2 separate regions of the Capra hircus genome follow, and region 2 is linked to region 1. Evidence: chromatin contacts called from public Hi-C data. All regions are on one chromosome and are shown on one strand. Each heading gives the region's core, a stretch centred on a gene start, on an enhancer-like site or on the middle of the called end of the contact. The rest is flanking DNA. Distances are from core to core; before and after follow the strand shown. Region 1 holds the start of MAP3K4 (mitogen-activated protein kinase kinase kinase 4). Region 2 overlaps PARK2 (E3 ubiquitin-protein ligase parkin).

Region 1 (7,248 bases), core at 1,642-4,141:
GTTGAGACTCGGTGGACTCTTTACCATCTGAAACCATCTGCGAAACCTCCTAGTTCAATGAGTGGGATGGATATATTGATTTTGGGTTCAAGTCTCATAAAGAAGTTGTTTGTTTGATGTCTGGCGAGTTTAGGCAGAAGATGGGAGACAAGTATATAAACTTTGCCTGGAAATGCGTGAATTATGCCCTGACTAAGTGTGAGAGCGGTAATAGGACAAGGCTCAGGTAATGATCACGCAGGATGGCTCCCTCCTGAGGCCCATGGGGTTGGTGACATTTCATTCTTATGTTTCACGTGGGATTTCTGAAAAGATGACACAAAACACACTGTCAACTCTTCGGTGATCCGTTTTTTCTTTCTTTCTTTCTTTTTTAAAATGAACTTATTTGCATGGGCTTCCCTGGGGACTCGATAGTAAAGAATCCACCTGCTAAGCAAGAAATGAGGGTTTGATCCCTGGGTCCAGAAGACTCCCTGAAGAAGGAAATGGCTTCTTCAACTCACTCCAATATTCTTGCCTGGGAAATCTCATGGACCGAGGAGGCTATCAAGCTACTGTCCATGGGGTCACAAAAGAGTCGAAGATGACTTAGCAACTAAACGACAGTTGATAGTTTGGAAAGGCTCCATGGGCAAGGGACAGCTACCCTATATGTCACTGCAAGCCCCCTGCGGGGCTCTGTACCCCGGTTCCTTCCAGAGTCCTCCCCTTTCGCCCGTGGAGTGAGGGATTACTGCAAACATCATTCAGCTTTATTTGACCTACTATACAAAACCAAGTCCCACCATCTGAATAACTATGGGAGCTAAAGGGTTATTGCATTTGGATCCTCAAGACACCTTTCCACCTGCCCAGGCCAAATTATTAGCAGTAATCCCATGAGAAGTCCTGCGGGCCCTTCTGTGGAAATTACTGCACATCAGACATTGTCTGAAACCAAGGGCTGCCGTCAGTCACGCCTTCCTTGGGAAGGAAGCACCGGGTTCAGACATGGGCGGGCAGTTCACTAAGAACTGATCCGCCGATGGGCAAGTGAGTGGACAAGTGAAATAAGAGACAGACATTATTACCTTAGGAGCAATTTTTTACCTCCAACTACCATTTACTGTGGACTTGTCCGCTCTCTTCTGAGCACAAACACCACGATGAATGAAGTACAGTAAATCGTGCTGTGATTAGCAGCTTTTCCTTTATTATTATTATTACCATCTTACAGGTCAGGACATTGAAACTCACCTGCCCAAAGTTATGCCAACAGAAAGAATCCTAAGTGTCTGTGTCCCAAGTGACTGCTTTTAACGACTGCCTTGCAGACTTCTTCTGGAAGAAGCAACAGCAGTGGCGGCAACAATGGTATTAGCTTCCCTGGATTGAGAAATGGTTGCATGGGAGGCCCTCTGCATGCTCAGTTGCTCAGTGCGTCAAATTCTTTGCAACCCCATACACTACAGCCCACCAGGCTCCTCTGTCCATGGGATTTCCCAGGCAAGGATACTGGAGCGGGTTGCTTTTCCTTCTCAGGGGATCTTCCTGGCCCAGGGTTTGAACCAGCATCTCCTGCATTGGCAGGCAGGTTCTTTACCACTGACTCCCCCCAGGGGGGCCCCTAGCACTGTACATGGATTATTTCATTTACTCCTCCTCCTGACCCTAAGAGGAATGTGTTATCATTCACATTTTATTGACACAGAAGGAGAGGTTCAGTTAACTGACCCAGGGTCACACAACTGGTGAGGCTGGATGGGGTATCGAATGCCAGGGCCAAGCCCTTCAGCCCTCCAGCCCTCCAGTTTCCTATCATTGCCATAGTCATTCACTCCAACGCTCAGAATGAGCATTTATTGAGCACCTACTGCTTTTGTGGAACTGTGATCACCCTGGAAGTCCCAGCACTGAGGCCAAGCCAAGTGCTGGTAGAAAGAGCAGAAATGTGTTGCCTGGGCCGGGTGGGGTGGGAGGTGGGGGCGCCAGGGTGCTGCTTATCTCTGCGGTGCTGCCCAGAGGCCATCTGCCTGGGTTTGCACATTTCAGTTTCTTGTACTGAGCTTGCTGCTTAATTGTGCAGAGTTCTGTTTGCTTTCTGTTTTTAGAATGAACATCGCCAAGCAGAGGGTAAACTCCAGGACACGCACTGCACATTGCGTTTCCCTTGGATGTCCCCCAAACCAGCAGAGGGTGTGTTGGTGCTCCAATAAATGAAATTGAATGAAAGCTTCTCTTTCTGGTCTCTCGTCATTATTGATCTATAAAGGCCTTTAAAGGGGTCAGCTTTTGTTGCAATCAACACTAGGCAGGCAAGGACTCAGGCCATTGAAGACTTTCTTCTTCTCAAAGCTCCTTTTTGAGCCCGGTTCTGCAGAGTCTTGCTTATTTGGAGAGACAGGCAAGCCATAGGAGATAAAACAGATTATGTTACATGGTTAAATGTGGAACGTTGGCTTCCTGCAAGAGCTTGGAGTTTCCAGAAACACCGAAACTGCCTCCCCTTGGGCGATCCAAGAGCCTCGGGGGCAATAGCTCTGACGCAGTTCAGACTTCACTCCAAGCCACAGAAGCGCAAACAACCTTTCTTTTCAGCCGGGCCTTTGAAGCTCTCTACTCAGCCGGAAAACACTTCAGAGCCAAACAGAAGCGAACACCGACCGACAGCGGCCGGCAGGGGACGGCAGACCCCGGCCTTTTCAGCCGCGGGGGCTGCAGCCCGCGCCCCCAGGTGGGGGTCCCCAGGACCACCAAACCTGTCGCAGGTTTTCTGCTCAGTGGCTCCACCAGCCCAGCTCATTCCCTTCTCAGGCTGCAGGCTCGGGCTGCAAGGGAGAGGATTCCAAGGCTGGGATGGGAGCTGGTGCGGGCGCCTGGCCAATTGCTGTGGACGATTTATGCTTCTGATAGGAAAACTGGAGATGCTGGCCAAGTCGGCAGCTGCCTGCATTCCGGCAAAGTCACGGGGCGGCGGCGGCGGCGGCGGCCTCGCGGCCAGTGCCCGCGCGGCGGGAGCCGGGACCCGCCCGGGGGAAGGATGCGCGGAGCCAAGGTAGGGGACCCCTCCGCCTCCAAGCTGGGCTCGGGTCTGCCGGCGCGGGGTCTGCCCTCCGGGGGTGGAGGTGGGGAGCTGGTCAGGTCCCTCGGCCCAGCAGCTGGCTCAGCGACGGAACACAACCGGGTAGCTGGGTTGACAATCTGTGTGAACGTGGAGGAATGGAATTTTCAGTGAGTGGGTTTTTCCCTTTCCAGGAGCACTGATGCTTGGCCCTGGTGCTCCAGACCCTGAAGTCCAGTTTCGAAACTGGCCAGAGTAGGCGATGTTTCAGAGAAGGGCAGCCGCCTATGTCTCCCTGTTTTTACATCCTTTTGCTGAGGGTGTGTGAAGAGACTGTGACGGGCTGGGTGGGAAGAGATGGACAAAGAGCTCCAATACCTGTATTTCCGAGCAGAGACATTTCACAGCCAGGAAAAACCAATATAATCAGTTCTGCCTTAACATGCCTACTATGGGCATGTCATTTTCCTGCTACAAATTTACCTTGTTTTATGCTAAACCTGTGTTCCTAGAAAGACATATTGCTGTCCCTCAATCGTGTCCAAGTCTTTGTGACTCTATGGACTTCAGCATGCCAGGCTTCCCTGTCCTTCACCGTCTTCCAGAGTTTGCTCAAACTAACATCTGTTGAGTCAATGATGCCATCCAACCATCTCATCCTCTGCTGCCCCCTTCTCCTCCTGCCCTTAATCTTTCCCAGCATCAGCATGTTTTCCTGATGAGTGAGTTGGCTATTTGCATCAGGTGGCCAAGGTATTGGAGCTTCAGCTTTAGCAATGAATTCCTTCCAATGAATATTCAGAGTTGGTTTCCTTTAGGATGGATTGGTTTGCTCTCCTTGCTGTCTAAGGGACTCTTGAGAGTCTTCTCTAGCACATTTTGAAAGCATCAATTCTTCGGCGCCTAGCCTTCTTTATGGTCCAACTCTCACATCCAACATACATGACTACTGGAAAAACCATAGCTTTGACTAGACGGACCTTTGTCAGCAAAGCAATATCTTTGCTTTTTAATATACTGTCTAGGTTTGCCATAGCTTTGCCATAACTTCCAAGGAGCAAGCAGCTTTTAATTTCACGACTGCGGTCACCATCTGCAGTGATTTTGGAGCCCAAGAAAGTAAAATCTGCCACAGTTTCTATTTTTTCCCCATCTATTTTGAAAGCGACGAGAAACATTTTTGTTATTAACTCTGATTTAAATGGCAAGAAGTAGCTTACCATAGGGTATATTGATTGCAGGTTAAAAGGGCATTTATATGCCCTTAGCTATGAGTATTCACATGCTCTGTATGCTTCATGTTATGTAGAACTACAGGTGAGATAATCCCCTGGAGAAGGAAATGGTAACCCATGCCAATATTCTTGCCTGGAGAATTCCATGGACAGAGGAGTGTGGTGGACTACAGTCCATGGTGTTGCAAAGAGTTGGGCACGACTTGAGTGAATAACCCTTTTACTTTCACTTTCAAATTGATACAAGTACAGTAAAATTAATACTCTAAAACTAGCTAATGTGCTTATTAATCAGAAAAAATCCAATTTCTAAAAATTCTATCCCATTTAGTAATTTGACCCATATGATATATATATGTGTGTATGTGTGTGTGTATGGATAGCTTTATAAGAAAAAGTTGTATTACACATTGTACTGATTTATTTTTTCTGCCCATCACTAAGACGTCTTTTAATTTAAAAAAATGGATTAAATAGATCTGTGAAGTAAGCAATGAGAACAAAAACATTGTGTGCTTTTGTGGTTACATAAACAAAAGACTGAAAGTAACAATTTATACTGATGGTCAAGCATTAAGTTGTCCTTATCAGAGATTGTCAATTCAAGTGCTGATAAATGGAGAAGACTGGAGCTGAATTCCCAGAAGGTCAGACCTTGGAGATTTCTCTTTTGAATAGATTACTGGTAATTGTTGTTCCTCTTTCTTACAAAAGTAGAAACAAGTATGTTGTTTAGTCACTAAGTCATCCCCAACTCTCCTGCGACCCTATGGACTATAGCCCGCCAGGCTCCTCTATCCATGGGATTTCCCAGGCAAGGATACTGGCGTGGGTTGCCATTTCCCTGTCAAGGGAATCTTCCTGACCCAGGGGTCAAACTCATTTCTCCTTCATTAATAGGTAGATTCTTTACCACTGAGCCACCGGGGAAGCCCAGAAACAAGTATACAAAACTGGATTTAGAAAAGTGGGCATTTAATCAGTCGCAGCGCCCTACTCCTAAAGGTGATCAACAAGTGATTTCAATGACAATCGCTTATGCTGGGCTGGTCAGCACTCCCTCCCTGCTCTAGATGACAGTCCTCCAGATTTCTGCAGCCAGCGCCCCTGTTCCCAGATCCAGCATCTCCTGGTGCTTCAGGACTTCCCAAGTCCCTCAGCAACCCAAGAAAATGGGACATCTTAGGGAAGACCCTACCGTGTATGGTCCAGGGAAGGAAGACAAAGCCCTGGTTCATTATTACGAATCCCTTAATCAAGAGTATCCCTTAATCAAGGGGCCCTGTTTCTATTAATTCTGCAAACGGTTATTAAAAGCCCGTTCATTTTAAACTAGTAGCTCAGCTGTCCTGTGTGCAAGCTGCCCTGAATCTAGCTCTCCACATCCTCCACTGAGTACATAGGTAGTTCATCATGTTACGTTATTCGAGAAATGTGAGCTATGTAGAAAAGAACGGACTGAGCCAATGCTGAAGCGATTCACCAGCTTTCCTTATTTTTAAAATATGTTAGTTTTTAAAGATACATTATTTCTTTATCTTTGGCTGTGCCGGGTCTTGACTGTTGTGCACGGGCTTTCTCTAGTCGCGGCCCGCGGGGGCTCCTCTTCTTTGTGGTGCCTGGGCTCTGGAGCTTAGCTTCAGTAGTTGCGGCATCCGGGCTTGGCTGGTCCGCGGCATGTAGGATCTTCCCCGACCGTGGATTGAACATGTGTCCCCTGCATTGCAAGGCACCTTTATAACCACTGGACCACCAGGAAAGCCCCTGGTTGCTTTATAATCGGCTCTTGAAGTTGAGAAAGGACATCCACCTAAGATACGGTCAATTTGCTGGGTTGGTATTGACCCTGACTTTTGTTTCACTTCGTGTTAGTTTGGTTTTGGAATCTGATATCTTTCTAATTATTTGTCATGTTGTATTAATTAGCATCACGTTGTCCCCAGCCATTTAAAAGAGGCTTTGTGAGGAGTCAAGTCAGAGGCCACCCCATATTTACTAAGTCTTTTTTCCCCAGTCATAATTTATTTCATCTTCCTTCTCTTCTTCCAGCTCTGCTTCAGATACACCTCTTCTCTACAGAAAGACTTTTTTTTAAATGAAGTGTCTGCAGAAAGACATTTTCATTAGAATTAGAAGGAGTAACAAATTATAAGAGCTTGTTTTTGCTTTTCCTGTTTCTTTAGAAAGTCTCCCATTTGCTTTCTCTGAAGCCTTTTATGAGTGCTGGCTTCGTTCTGCTCCCCGAACACCCTCGCATGCTGTTCTATCTTTCTTCTGTCATCACACCTTGCGCTGTTGCCCACGGGCATTGCTTACTGAGATATCATTTTGTACTGCTTTTGTCTTCACTAGAGCACTCTTCCATGTGACTTTTGAGGGTAATATTGTCAAGATTTTCTCCCAATGTGTGCTCACTCCTGTTTCTTTGTAGATTTTTGTTTTAATGCCTCTATTTGGACACATTTTCCCCCTGTGTTATTAAAGGGAAGGTTTTGCTCATAAATAAAAATGGCTTTTTAAAATATATTTGACAATGAGTTGGCCTTCCCCCATTTTGGTAAGAGAATTGAAGACATAATTCTCTTTGTTGCGTAAAAAACTGTCACTGGGGAACTGCCTCTGTTCTCCTGATTAGAGAGATTTGAGGCATTACTGCCATGAACTATTTGTTATTGACCGCTTTGCCTGTTTGGGTCAGTATAACTATCAGTATGTTTTGAATATCAGAACTTTCTGTGACCTTAAGTATGCGTATGAGCAATTATTAAAATTATATGTACTATCAGATGTCTCAGAAGTACGTTTCCCAAAGCAAAAGAAGAATTTTATTTGGCTGGTCTATATTCAAATCAAATCCCTTATGATTATACAGTGGAAGTAAAAATAGATTTAAGGGACTAGATCTGATAGATAGAGTGCCTGATGAACTATGGACGGAGGTTCATGACATTGCACAGAAGACAGGGATCA
Region 2 (7,248 bases), core at 2,105-4,604, 350 kb after region 1:
AGGAGTCACAGATTCATTCCCTGGATCAGGAAAATCCCCTGGAGAAGGAATTGGCAACCCACTCCAGTACTCTTGCCTGGAGAATCCCATGTACAGAGGAGCCTGGCGGGCTACAGCCCATGGGGTCGTAAAGACTCGGATATGACTCATCGACTTAACAATAACCACACTTAGATGTCTTTACATCTCAGATGCAGCATTTAATGGTTTCGTGGTAATGAGTATTTATGTTTCTGTTACTTCCAACAGAAAGTGAGTTCATCCAAGGCCAAGGTCATGGCTGTGTCTTCCTCACCTCTCCAGTGTCTGTCTGGCACAGTGGCCTGCACCCAGTGGGCACTCAGTACATTTTAGCTGAGTCAACCAACAAATGACGCATCCCATGAAGGTGCCAACTTGACAGTCGTCTGGAATCGAACCCTGTGAGCCAAGAAGGGCATATCCCTGATGGTGGTCATCGAGGCGAGACCAATTCCTTTCTCTTCATCAGCTCTTCTCTTCACAAAGGCAAACGTCCTTTATAACTCAGAGGGTGTCACGTGATTTTCAAATAGTTAGAATAAAGCAGAGTCAGTATAACACGAAGAAGCAACCGCAGGTCACAGAGGACTTCCTTTGGCTCTGGGACAATGTAAAGACTATTCCTGGCCAACAGCCCAGTGATAAAGCTGTGATGAATGAGAATGTCACAAGATTTAATAAGTAGGTTTGTATCTCAAGTACGTGTCTTCCCTGACCCTACGTCTCTAGCTTTTTTTTTTTTTCCTGTTAAGGTCCAGGAGCTTGTAATACTGTAGTGATGGTTTAAAATTGCTTACTAGGGCCATAAAGATCAGAGAAATTTATAATGTCACTGACCGAAGACTAAGTTGAAAATGCCGCTTTTCAGCAATCTGGGGCACTGCACGCTAAACGTAATTGCTCCCAACTGTATACACCTGAAGGTGCTGGATGAATCAACAGGCAAGCAAGAGACGCCTTTGCTAAGTAGATGGTTGATTTGATGGGAACGTCAGGAAAATCCCTGAAGCTCAGGATGAGAAAGAGAAAATTCTGCTGGTTTAGGGAGGGAGGAATCTGATGTTAGCAAGTGGGGCGGTTTGCCTAGTCCCAGGGTGCCCAGGGCTTGGTCTTTACAAGCAGAGGTGGAACCTGGGCCAGAGCAAGACGGAAGGTGGATCTTCCCATTACTTTGCTTACACACATGCACACAAGCCCCATGCACAGAAATCTGTGAAAAGAATTCATACCACCTGATGAAGCTTTAAAAGAGCCTCATGCCAAAAAGTTGATTTGACAGTATAGCCAAGAACCTAGCTGAAGCAAACATATTTTCTGTAGAGTAATGCTCTTTTAAAAAGCCAAACCTCAACAAACAAACAAACAAAAACACAAATAAAATTCCAAGAAACCTGGGATCACAATTAAAAAAAAAAGTCAGCAAATACAGGAGAAAACAAGCTGCCGCGAGAGAAAGTGGCAGAAACGCAACAGTGCAGACCCCGGCCCGCAAAGGCCGTGGGCATTGACCGGGGCGGAGCACAGAATAAATACGCTTAGCGAGACGAATGAGCTTAGTTACAAAAGAGAAGCAGACTCACAGACACAGAGAACGAGCTTACGGTCACCAGTGGGGAAAGAGGGGCGGGGAGGGGTTGGCAGATACACCTGCCATGTATAAAATAGATAAGCAACAGAGATTTACTGTATAATGCAGAGAACGATATTCAATCTCTTATAATAGCCTATAACGGAAAAGAATCTGAAAAAGAATATGTGTCCACACACACACACACACACACACACGCACACGCACACGCACACGCACGCGCGCGTATGTACTGAAGGATTCCCCCATGGCTCAGTGGTAAAGAATCCACCTGCCAGTGTAGGACATGCAGGAGACACAGGCTTTATCCCTGGGTCGGGAAGATCCCCTGGAAGAGGAAATAGCAAGCCACTCCAGTATTCTTGCCTGGGAAATCCCATGGACAGAGGAGCCTGGAGGGCTGGAGTCACAAGAATCAGACACGGCTGAGAGACTCACCACACAACTGATATATGCATAACTCAGTCATTTTCAGCTGTACACCTGAAACTAACACAATATTATAAATCAACTGTAGTTTAAGAATCACTGCAGATGGTGACCGCAGCCATGAAATTAAAAGACGCTTACTCTTTGGAAGAAAAGTTATGACCGACCTAGACAGCATATTAAAAAGCAGAGACATTACTTTGCCAACAAAGGTCCGTCTAGTCAAAGCTATGGTTTTTCCAGTGGTCATGTATGGATGTGAGAGTTGGACTATAAAGAAAGCTGGGCTCAGATACACATATATTTTCTTTCCATATTCTTTTCCATTATGGTTTATCAAATATATTGAATATAGTTCCCTGTGCTAAACAGTCGGAGCTTGCTGGTTTTGCTTTTTAATGTTTAGACCTGGTATGCAGCCAGTGCTTTTAAAGTTTAATTCGTTATTTTTATTTTGGCTGCACTGGGTCTTCATCGCTTTCCGCGGGCGTGGTTGCTCTGTGGCAGGTGGGATCTTAGTTCCTGCACCAGGGATTGAACCCAGGTTCCCTGCATCGGAAGGCAGTTTCTAAACCACTTGAAGCAGAACGCTGCTGTTTATCCAACAAGGTCGGATAAACGGTTATGCTCTGCATAATAGTTTGTATTTGCTCTGTGCTCAGACGCTCAGTCGTTTCTGACTCTTTGTGATCCCATGGACTGTGGCCACCAGGCTCCTCTGTCCATGGGGTTCTCCAGGCAGGAATACTGGAGTGGGTTTTGCCATTTCCTTCTCCAGAGGATCTTCCTGACTCAGGGATTGAACCCGGGTCTCTTGCATTGCAGCAGCTTCTTTAACAACTGAGCCACGAGGGAAGCCCTTTCCTGTGATGTGCAAACAGCAAAGAGGACCCAGGGCTGAAGGCCGTGGCAAGGTCACAGAGCGGTTCTACAGGCTGAGGCCGCGGGGTGGACATCAGCTCCTTGGAGCCCAGCGGTGCCCCCTGTCCCCCGCCACCGCCTGCTCTGTGGCTCTCTGCCCACGGCCCCGCGGCCGGTCCTCGCTTCTGCCTGACCTGCTGCAACTGCTCTTAAGGGGATGTGGGTGAGGCCGCAGCTGTCAGAGCTGAGGCTGGCTATTCCTTGTCCTTTTCATCTCTGCTTGTCTCACTGCCCAGCCCGCTCCCCCTGCTGCTGGCTGCCTGCCTTCCTCGTTGGGAGAACAGAGCCCCCGAGAGCTCCACAATCCCCTCGGGGGCCTCCACTCCCACGTCAAGGTCATTCTTGCTTCTTTCGCTTCACCCAGCTGGATCCACCGGCAGCAGGACAGTCAGGGGCCCAGCTCTCTGCTGCGGGCCCACCTGACGTCGGGGAGCCAAGGGGCAAGCGCTGGGCAGTCCTTCTAGTGGCTTCTCTGTGTCCAGACAAACCAGGGGGAGAAGCGCTATCGAGAGCCTCTCCACTGGCACCCTGCTCAGCATCCTTTATGAGCATCCTTGGTACCGATGTCCAAAACCTTCTGGAATGATCGCTGGCAGTGGTCGGGTGTGCCCACTGCTATGGGATCACGTCATTTAGACACACACGCGCACCTTTGCTTGTGCTCACAACCTGGAGATGCGGATCCAGGGTGGAGTCCACAAATGTGACTGGTTGGCGCTGGGGTGGGCCCTTCTGTGGTGGTCCAGTAGTTACGAAGCTGCCTTGCACTGCAGGAGATGCGGGTTTGATCCCTGGTTGGGCGGGGGGACTAAGATCCCATGTGCCATGGGGCGAGTAAGCCTGAGTGTCCCAGCTACTGAGCCTGTGTGCCCTGGAGCCTGCGTGCCACAACTAGAGAGTCCAGGCGCTGCAGAGGAAGGTCCCACATACCACAACTGAGACCCGACACAGCCAAATAAATAAACATTTATAACAATGCCCTGGGGGTTCGCGGGGCACAGGCAGGCTTGGGAGGCACCTTGCTTGAGACTAAGAGCCTGCCTAGCTGGATGAACTCACCCTCCCTCATGCTTTCAGGCATCAGGCTGCAAAGCAGGGACTTGGCAGTGCGTGCCAGGAGGTGACTCAGCACCATCATCCTACATGAGCTTGACTGTGGCTCCCACAGGGCAGTGTGACAGTTAGGCGCATTGCACAGACCCCTGTGTCTGCTTTGTGTTCATTCGCACGCCGGGGGTCAGTGCATGAGTGCACATGGGGGGCAGGACGTGTGGGCGTGGGATGGGACGGGCCTCTCTTCTTACATGAAAGTCAAAGTGACTCAGCTGTGTCCGACTCTTTTTGACCCCATAGACTATACAGTCCATGGAATTCTCCAGGCCAGAATACTGGAGTGGGTAGCCTTTCCCTCCTCCAGGGGATCTTCCCAATCCAGGGGTCAAACCCAGGTCTCCTGCCTTGCAGGCAGATCCTTTACCAGCTGAGCCACCAGGGAAGCCCAAGAATACTGGAGTGGGTAGCCTATCCCTTCTCCAGCGGATCTTGCCCACCCAGGAATCAAACCAGGGCCTCCTGCATTGCAAGCGGATTCTTTACCAACTGAGCTATCACAGAAACCCCCTTTTTTTTACATAGTCAATGTCTAAAAAATCAGCAGTTTCTCCTAATTCCTATATACCTTCAAAATCCATCTCAGCAAGGTCAACTATTGGCATGACAGACAGCCTGTGGCCCAAGCAGTGACCGTGGTTTTGTTTGTAGGTGGTAATGGTCAAGTGGACGCTTAGAGCTGCCTGCATCCTGAGAAGTGGTTCAGAGCAGGGCTTAGAGGCATCGATCCCTGGGCTCAAATGCCAGCTTCCTTCTTCGCTTGCCGTGTAACCATGGACAGACCCCAAGCCCCAGGCTCTGGTCACCTGTGTGATGGACACAGTTCACACCTCACAACGGTGGCTGTGAGTCAAGAATATAAGCATGCAGGCTCTTAGCACAGAGCCTGGGGCACCCCGAAGGCATCAACATCACCAACCTCATCTTGTGTTTATAGAGGTGACACTGTCAGACTGTGGGGTTTGTATAAACTGAAAAGACCAATGGAATTCTCTTTGAAAAATGCAGGCTAATCAAGTGCCCTCAGAGAGATTTTAAAATTTGTGCCTAGGAGACACTGTTGATATAGATGCAAGTTAGAGCTACTTGAAAATGCGGAAGCAGCGTCAGATTTCATTGTCTTGGGCTCTGAAATCACTGCAGATGGCAACTGCAGCCACGAGATTAAAAGACACTTACTCCCTGGAAGAAGAGCTACAACAAACCTAGAGAGTGTATTAAAAAGCAGAGACATCACTTTGCTGGCAAAGGTCCGTATAGTCAAACCTATGGTTTTTCCAGTAGTCATGTATGGATATGAGAGTTGGACCATTAAGAAAGCTGAGTGCTGAAGAAATGATGCTTTCAAACTCTGGTGCTGGAGAAGATTCTTGAGAGTCCCTTGGACAGCAAGGAGCTCCAACCAGTCAATCCTAAAGGAAATCAGTCCTGAATATTCATTGGAAGGACTGATGCTAAAGCTGAAGCTCCAATACTTTGGCCACCTGATGCAAAGAGCTGACTCATTGGAAAAGACCCTGATGCCGGGAAAGACTGAGGACAGGAGGAGAAGGGCACGACAGAGGATGAGATGGTTGGATGGCATCACCGACTCAAAGGACGTGAATTTGAGCAAGCTCTGGGAGATGGGGACGGACAGGGAAGCCTGCTGTGCTGCAGTCTATGAGGTCGCAAAGAGCTGGACACGACCAAGTTGCTGAACAACAGAACAACTTGAGAGACTCTTCGCATGCATGTCATCTTTCCAGCTTTATCTGTGACATCTGTTTACCCTGGGGCCTCCCTGATGGCTCAGCAGTAAAGGACCCACCTGCCAATGCAGGAGCTGAGGGTTTATCCCTGGCTCAGGAAGACCCCCTGGAGGAGAGCATGGCAACCCACTTCAGTACCCTTGCCTGGAGTATCCCATGGACGGAGGAACTTGGCAGGCTACAGTCTATGAAGCCACTAAGAGCTGGACACAACTTAGTGACTAAACACCAACAAATATCCTACTTCTAAAAGTCAATTTAAATCTATTTTCCAAGAAGGATCTGATTGGCATTAATTTCTGAAATTAGTTAGCTGGAATCAGATGAGAATGTTTTCAGGTGAACGCCAACTGTGAAGTGTCGCCTTTATCATCAAAACTGAATGCCCAGATAGCACCCACTTGCCACATCTTTAACTGAAAACTCCTGCCTCCGCAGAGAGTAGTGGTCTCAGCAGACAAATGTTCTAGTCCAAGAGCGCTGCTTGTGAGCAGCGCGCCCCCTGCCGGTGAGTTGGAACACTGCGGTTCCCTTTCAGGCACAAAGATTCTTGGAACTATTAATATTTATTACTCTTTTTGAACTGTGGTGTTGGAGAAGACTCTTTGGAGTCCCTTGGACTGCAAGGAGATCCAACCAGTCCATCCTAAAGAAGATCAGTCCTGGGTGTTCATTGGAAGGACTGATGTTGAGGCTGAAATTCCAATACTTCGGCCACCTGATATGAAGAGCTGACTCATTGGAAAAGACCCTGATGCTGGGAAAGATTGAGGGCAGGAGAAGGGGACGACAGAGGATGAGATGGTTGGGTGGCATCACTGACTCGATGGACGTGAGTCTGAGTGAACTCCGGGAGTTGGTGATGGACAGGGAGGCCTGGCGTGTTGTGGTTCACGGTGTCGCAGAGTTGGACACGACTGAACTGAACTGAACTGAACTTCTTTTTTGGTGGGGAATCTATGTATTTATGCGCTTCCCTGGTGGCTCACTGGTAAAGAATTTGCCTACAATACAGGAGAGGCAGGAAGACAGGGGTTCTATCCTTGGGTCAGGAAGATCCCTTGGAGGAAGAAATGGCAACCCACTCCAGTATTCTTATCTGGAGATTCCATGGACAGAGGAGCCTGGTGGGCTATGATTCATGGGATCACAAAGAGTCAGACACGACTGATGTCACTGAGCAGAGCACAGCAGCTGTGTATTTACATAGCATTAGTTTATATGATAAATATATTTAATCAGTAATTACTGTGAATATATCTATCTCCACGTGTATTTAGAAGGAAATCACTTAAGCGCTAGAATGTAAAGGAGCGTCAGGCATTGGATGGGGAGAGCTGCCAGGCTACACTCCCGGCGCTCAGCTCCAGACTTCCCAGGCCATGCCGTCAGATTTGGTCTGGAAGGATATTCTGGACGATGACAGCA

The links. A called contact is a pair of places that touch in the nucleus more often than the background predicts.
Region 2: a contact with region 1 is called in a Hi-C map of blood, with 10 times the contacts expected there. The contact joins the enhancer-like site here to the promoter of MAP3K4 in region 1. A contact is called at or near these places in 2 of 5 Hi-C or Micro-C datasets (blood and liver).

The regions. Positions count from the first base shown.
Region 1 is chr9:83,938,266-83,945,513 of ARS1.2, forward strand. MAP3K4 (mitogen-activated protein kinase kinase kinase 4) reads left to right here and starts at 2,892. Exons shown (of 26, transcript XM_018053443.1): 1 at 2,892-3,037. The coding sequence starts at 2,907.
Region 2 is chr9:84,287,512-84,294,759 of ARS1.2, forward strand. The region is part of intron 10 of PARK2 (E3 ubiquitin-protein ligase parkin); the gene reads right to left. Among named protein-coding and RNA genes, the nearest start is that of TRNAG-UCC, 51 kb to the left of the region's middle. Within about 2 kb of position 3,355, at least 1 of the 5 cell types and tissues checked has an H3K27ac peak or open chromatin away from gene starts, as enhancers often do.